Linked DNA regions of Mus musculus: region 1 is linked to region 2. The links are chromatin contacts, called in public HiChIP or PLAC-seq maps. All regions are on one chromosome and are shown on one strand. Each heading gives the region's core, a stretch centred on a gene start, on an enhancer-like site or on the middle of the called end of the contact. The rest is flanking DNA. Distances are from core to core; before and after follow the strand shown. Region 1 overlaps Slc44a1 (solute carrier family 44, member 1). Region 2 overlaps Abca1 (ATP-binding cassette, sub-family A (ABC1), member 1).

The links. HiChIP or PLAC-seq counts read pairs in DNA pulled down with a chosen protein or histone mark.
Region 1: an H3K4me3 HiChIP or PLAC-seq map of bone marrow-derived macrophages shows a contact between it and region 2, with 6 times the contacts expected there. The contact joins two enhancer-like sites. A contact is called at or near these places in 1 of 15 datasets of contacts at CTCF or cohesin (pro-B cells), 2 of 484 Hi-C or Micro-C datasets (bone marrow-derived macrophages and nephron progenitors), 2 of 115 datasets of contacts at active chromatin or transcription factors (bone marrow-derived macrophages and embryonic stem cells) and 1 of 9 other capture datasets (embryonic stem cells).

The regions. Positions count from the first base shown.
Region 1 is chr4:53,489,980-53,493,268 of GRCm38.p6, reverse strand. It overlaps Slc44a1 (solute carrier family 44, member 1), which reads right to left. Exons shown (of 16, transcript NM_001374697.1): 3 at 1,739-1,881. Among named protein-coding and RNA genes, the nearest start is that of Slc44a1, 51 kb to the right of the region's middle. Within about 2 kb of position 1,783, at least 75 of the 459 cell types and tissues checked have an H3K27ac peak or open chromatin away from gene starts, as enhancers often do. A contact at or near this core is called in bone marrow-derived macrophages, where this site is marked.
Region 2 is chr4:53,108,665-53,112,292 of GRCm38.p6, reverse strand. It overlaps Abca1 (ATP-binding cassette, sub-family A (ABC1), member 1), which reads left to right. Exons shown (of 50, transcript NM_013454.3): 6 at 3,008-3,129. Among named protein-coding and RNA genes, the nearest start is that of Abca1, 49 kb to the left of the region's middle. Within about 2 kb of position 1,737, at least 22 of the 459 cell types and tissues checked have an H3K27ac peak or open chromatin away from gene starts, as enhancers often do. A contact at or near this core is called in bone marrow-derived macrophages, where this site is marked.

The DNA of each region.
Region 1 (3,289 bases), core at 534-3,033, 380 kb before region 2:
AATGATGGTAGAGTACTGTATCTAATTGACAAATATGAAGAGCAGGATGTTAATTGCATATCATACTTTGTAATTTACATGATTGTTATGGTTTTGTTCAATTTATGTCTGGGAGAAGAGTGTTTTGTTTTCTTTTGTTTTATTGGATTATTGGACAGAAAAGGTGAGGTGTAGGGGTTGATTCTTATGCTAAGGTCCTATTCCCCAATTGGTTCTTGATCTATTAGTAAAGAAGCCATGGGACAACTTCTGAGAGGAAGGAATTAGGCAGGACTTCCGGGTCCCCACAAGCAAGAGACAGACACAGGAGATAAGAGGAAGGGAGAGTTCGCCAGAAGCCGTGATCTTGGGCAGAGCGCCCACTGGTCGCTTTTTACAGGTAAGAAGTTGGGGATGCTGAGCTGGAACTAAAGGTAACTGAGCAACTAAAGCCGAAGACAGATTAAGGGTGCTGAGTTAAGAGTATCAGGAGGGCATGCTAGCCACGGGAGTTTAATAATGTCCAGCAATTGAGCCAATAAGGCAAGTTGAAATGGAGCAATGTGTGTCTGTGTGTTTTTTTTTTTAATCCATGGATTCAAGGGAAGCTGGGTGGGGGCCGGCATCACAGTCCATTCCTGGAGCTTAGGCAGGGTAGCAAAAGCCATCAGCAACAAGATGCTCACAGGCTGTGCTGGACCCTCCACCGCCCACCAACCACCCACCAACCACCCACTCGGCCTTGGTGGTCACCTCAGAGTAACAAAGTAGCTCAGCCTCTGTTACTCCTGCCTTGCTTGTCAACTGTGGGAAGCTATGTACATACTCCTTGCTGTTACTCAGAACTTTGTTAGTTTGACCTCCACCATCTCTTCTTCATTAGAGGGAGGACTGTCTCTAAGAAGATAACAACTAATCACAGTTCTTCAAGTTCATAAACTCATCAAACTCATCTTATACAGAAGGGCCCCAAGATTTAACCAAGAGAATCACAAAATCACAAGCTGTTACGATCTACTCTGACACTCCCGAGAAAGTATACTAGACTAATTAACCTTGTTATTGTACAATTAGTTTTATTAATTCTGAAGACCTGGTTTGCCTTGATATAAGATAATGAAATTTGATGGTATACACACTCATGGCCTGAAATGTCATTCAGCAATCATACATATGATGTGTTTACTGGAGGAAATGCATCTTCCTGTTGATATTAGAAATAAAATAGTAACTCCTGAAGAGTAAGGACAATTAAGGTCAGGAGTTTCATGACATCCTAAAGATGAATACTGAGAGCCCAAAATAATTATCTCAGTCTGTAGCTTTTATAGAACTGGAAAGACTTCAATACTTGCATCACAAGATATTTCTTTATAACTTTAAGGCTTTGATATCCATTATCATCCTTCAGTCTTGCATTAAATATAAACCTAATACAAAGAATATTACTTTATTTTCTTAAGAAGGAGAACATAACCTAAGGGCTAATGGAAAGACAGAGCACAAAAGTGCCTCTTTCAAGTCAAGGCTTTTTTTAATCCACTATTTAACCAGGCAATTAAATATGTTTCCTGGAGAGTGTATTTGTTAAATGAAAGCAGCAGTGGTTTAAAAAACAAAAAACAAACAAACAAAAAATCGCTGTATAGAAGTATATGTAAATATCCCACAGACACTAACTGTAAGGTACAAAGAGAATCACACCCTCCCAGGCTTCCCCCAAGCTTCCAGACAGTTCACCATACAAGAGTCTACTCACTTCCGGTGGGTGTGGTCCAGACCACTGTTCGGTATTGCTTCCAGTTTTGCATTTCTCTGCCCACAGATATTTCCATAGCTGTCGTATCCTGACACTAGTCTTGCTGCTGCACCTGTTGCTACTGAAAAGCCACAAATAAATCCCTAGAAAAGAAACAGAAAAAAACACACACAAATAAACCATTTCAACAGCAGCAGTCACCACTTGATATGATAATGAGTTTCTTTTGTCTGCTGAAGGGAACAAAGAGCTATATTCCCTTTTAGCAAACACTATTACACTCTTTTCCCTGGTCTGCATAGGAACATCATGAAGTCCACAGGGGAATACCGTTTGCTACTGGAAGAAAATAAATCCCAATCTTCCACACCTTGGGATCGCCTTTGCATTTTGTGACATTCATGGAAGTGCCTCCATTTTGAACACCTGCTCTGAGCTAAGCTGCATGCAGGGAGTTTATCATACATTCTCTACGTCTCCTGCAGAGGTCTGAGTAAGTTAAGCAGAGCCACAGAAGCTAGTCAAGAGCACTGTGGAGCATCACAGCCAGCTGTGGTCATTCTGCAGGTGACTTGGTCAGAAAGGGGATCCAGTAAGTGAACAGCAAAGGATAAATGGGGGTTACAACCCGAGAACAACAGCATGTGAGGTCTGACTCATTATCACCTCTGTGAGCACAACACTTTGTCCTTCCTGCAAAAAAAGACCCAAGACTTACATCATGAAGCTCACTCTTAATACTGGAGAGTGGAGGGAGGTAAGTAAGGAGGCACTGGCTGTAAAGGTCACATATTTCATGGGAATTCGCCCAGGTCCCAAAGGCAAGTCCCCAGACACTGGGGACTACACTGTGCTGGCTAACTCAGACAGGGGCTGGTCACAGTAAAGCAAGAGAAGCCAGCAATCCACCACAGCCCGCTGGGAATAAGAAGAGCAAGACCAGTGATGGCTGATAATGGCTCTACTAGAGACGGGGCGTAATGGGACCTAGTCAGAGAGAGGACAAGTTCTACTCTCTTTAGTCAGGTTAAACAGGCAGAGACGGTCAGCAGCGATTCTTATCTAAATGATGCTGCAGGATCTCAGGCTGCAGAAGCGCATGCCTCAGTCTCATGCTATTCCTCAGAGGAAAGTATTTTTCCCTTTGCACATCCTTACCTAAAAAGTCTAAAAACTTCTAACAACTCTTTTATTTCTTGAGAGCTCTTCTGACTTTCATTGTGCAGGTAATGAGAGATGATAGCACAGATCTGTTCCATAGAAACTTCTAAAAGCCCTCAGTGAGAAAGTGGACCCAGAACGGAACCCATGCCCAATTTCCTAGTCTCTGAACGACTCCCTACCTCAACTGACTCACCTGACGAGAGGGCATGAAGCATACAGAGCTCCTCGAGCTGGGGTAAGGCTTGAACGGCACTATAGTAAGAGCTTAGTCACAGCTCATAGACTGTCATTAGAAACCAGAGCATGTACAGGAGAGACTCTGGCCTTTGGAGTTATACACTCTTGTGTTGTCAATGGGACACGGATGACTCCATTTTCTACGAGTAC
Region 2 (3,628 bases), core at 488-2,987:
TGTCAGCGGTGATAGGACAGCAGCAGATAATGTGTGCATATCCACGTGACCAGACTGCAAGTTGTTTGTAGCCAAGGCTCTATGGCCTTCCTGCATCATCCCCACCCAGCATCTGCCACATTATGTTCATGCACTGCCAAGGGCTGTTGGCTGTTTAACCAGCTTCTTTGGTTTCTGTGTCTCATCCAGAGGATAGGCAGTTGGTGTTTGATCACATCCAGCTGTTTATCTGCAGCGTCTGTTGACATAACGGAAGCATCATATAAACATGCTAAGTACATTTGCTGGTCTCCAGAGTGTTGCTGGGTGACCTAGGTCCTTTCAGAGTGCAGTCTGGGTCAAACCTCCCACACTTCTGCTGCCCTGAAGGAAGGAGCTGTTCTGAAGTTCCTACGTAGGATGCTGTGTACTGCTGTGGCTTTGCTCAGGAGGAATTTGTGTTCAACTGGCTGATCTGAGTGTTAGGTCATAGATTTATTCTGTTCTATCAAGGTTCACAGAGCTCTCTTTTGATCCTCATTTTTATAGGTAAGGCCATGGAAGTTTAAGTAGGTCAAATAAACTTAGAAATACATGGATACAGAGCCCAGAATTTGGTTTCCCAGTATGAGGTGTGTGTGTGTGTGTGTGTGTGTGTGTGTAGAGCATTGCTCATATTGAAAAAAGTGCTCTATTGAATGATCTATTCTCCACCTCTTCTTTTGAGATTTATGTACATACACAAACTTAAGTATTGTGTGTTTGTGTGTGTGTGTATACATACACACATACATAACTAATTTATAAGCATGCCTGCCTTTTCACCTCAAGCTTTGGCTGAAGCCTCTCTGCCTGTCTTCCTTCCTTCTCCTTACCCCCCACCATGGGGATGCTGGGATGTTCTAGATGTTGTTGTCTTTGAAAAGACACTTGTGGTCAGGGTTCTTATTTCCTCCTGGGCTATAGCCTAGAGATTTGATGCTCTTGCCCTCCTTGGTCTCTTCCTGGACCCACTAATCTCAAAGATCCTTCTGAAGTCTTTCTGGTCACCTCATCTAGCATTCAGTCAGGTGTCATTGCTGGAGCAGTAATTTTGTACCAGGCTTTGTTCCAGGTATTTGGAACACTAAGATAAAAGACCTATTCTGCATTTTTATAAGTTAGAGTTGAATGCAGGCTATACTTAAGTAAAATAACATTTCATAATATATGGCTTCCAGACCCGCTGTATTGGAAATGTGGAGGCTGCTTATTAAAATGGAGATTTGTGGGTGGTCTACCTTAGAACCCCTGGTTGTAATCTGAAGGAATAGACACCCAGAAACTAGTTTTTGTGTGCCTCTTAAGTGAATCTTAGGTGTTCTGTGGGTATGGCAACTCAAAGAATTGAGTTCAGTGGTAGCAGTGTGGGGTCTTGTACGATGGAAACACCAGGCAGATGACAGATGGCTGAGTGCTGATTTCAAGGAGGGACATTGACAGGCCTCAGATCAGCTGTGGCATAGTATGAGGAACCCTAGGATAAAACTATAGATGAGTTGAGGAGAATCACTGTTTTATCAGCTCCGTTCAAAATTACTGAAGTTTGCTCCATGCTGAAGATGCCTGGGTCATTTGTATCTATTAAGAATCTGCTTGGACTGTTTGTCTCTACGAAGGGAGACCCTTTTAGATCCCAAGAGAAACGGTTTCATCAGTGCACACTGCAGTCTTGTTTTCAGATGGAACCCCTCTTCGGGTAATTGATTTGAGTTTGTAAAGTTTGCCCTCTAGTGGTCAGCCACTTGGTCCCAGATGAGCTTGGTTTTGTTTTTGTTTTGGGGGGGTGGTGGTGTTGGTTTGTTTTAATTTCAAAAAAGAATTCGGGTTATTAGAAGTTTAAAGGGGTAAGGAAGAAGAAAGATGAAATAGTCAATAAAATAAGGCAGGAAAATGGTTGGTGTTTCAGGCAGGCACCACTCAGCATCTGCTCAGAATCCTCTTGCTTTACAGATGATGGGGCCCAAGGCTCAGAAAGGTGCTAAAGAAATGAAATTCAAGTGGTACTATCATACCTAGCCTCCAGCCAGAGACTGACGTTCTGAATTCTTGGCCAGTGCTCTTTTCTATTTCATGCCACTGGAGTGAAGCCTTTTTTCGATGTACTCGGAGAGCTTATTGTTTAATGGGAGTTGGTACTTGGAGAGCTTATTGTTTAATGGGAGTCGGAATGAAAGCCTTTAGCAGTCACTGCATTTAGTAAAGCAAAGGGTGGGATTTCAAACATACGTTTACATATTTTTCTCAGTGTTTGGAGGAACTGGACTTTATAGTTCTGAAATCCCAGGTTTTGTTCTGAAACCAAGAAGAGACCATGTCTATTTAAACACCTCGATATGCTCACAGGACTCCCCTGTGATTCTTGGAAGTGTGGTCCCAGGCAGGCAACATCAGCACCACCTGGGAGCTTGTTAGACATGCAGCTGCTGCAGCCAGAGCTGGCAGAAGCAGATGCTCTGAGACTGCTGTCCAGCCGGCTAGCTGAGGCAACCCATCAAGCGATTCTGGTTCACAGAAATGTTAGCGAGCCATTGCCTGCTGATCTGGGAGATTAGCCCCTGTGGCTTGTGGAAATAAGGCACTCAGTATTTTCAGTGCTAGCTACGTGAGGCGGCACTGAGGAGTCAGGAGCAGCAGGGCTCATGTCACAAACCTCAGGTAGGATGGATGAGATCATTTAAAAGGGTTGGTTTTTCAATTGGCAACAAGGAAAGACCATGTGTGTAACAACACCACTGTGCTGTTGGACTGTGGGAGCCCACACTGAGTGTGGCTCAACATGTCATCAGAAAGCAATCTTTTCATGTCTCTGCCAGCGAGACGGAGCTCCTGAAACTCACTTCTCGGTGTATGTAAGCCAGAAGCCTGTGGTCACCCATCCGTTTAAAATGAAGCAATCAATATTCTATTCTCCACCTTCCCCATAGCGGTTGAGTCTTTTTTTTTTTTTTTGAGTTATTAACTGTAAACAAACACAATTTTCCAATAGATTTGAAGCTCCAGGATTTTCTGGTGGACAATGAAACATTCTCTGGATTCCTGCAGCACAATTTGTCCCTTCCAAGATCTACTGTGGACAGCCTGCTGCAGGCGAATGTTGGTCTCCAGAAGGTAAGCTACTACCTTCAGCTAAATCAGTGGGGCCTCACTATTACCCTGTTGGGGGCCCTGGAAAGAAAGAAAGAAAAACCCTGGCCTTTGAAAAAGCTGTGAAGGAAATGGTCAGGCTTCAGAAGTTTAGTTTCATCTCATTTGACTCGTGACTCTGGTTGTCACAGACGAACCCTACAGTGAGTGGGGTGTGTCACCCAGCATCAGGGCCAGTATGCTGAAAGGAAGTTGATTTCTGTGTCTGTCCTTTGGCATTGTAATGACTCCCCCCTAAAGGGGTTATATTTTCTGTTAAGGTGAATTAAGAAGCTTTTTTTTTTTTTAAATGTTGTTCTGAAATAAGAGCCAGAGACGTAGATTCTTAAACTGGAATCTATCACAAAAGATTAAATGAAGCACTTACTGCTTTTTAAAGACAGGGAAGCTGCATAAAGAGACTTCTGATCAACTTTTAAGTGTATGTAATATTAGTGTTTACATAGGCTTTGCATCTTAGGGT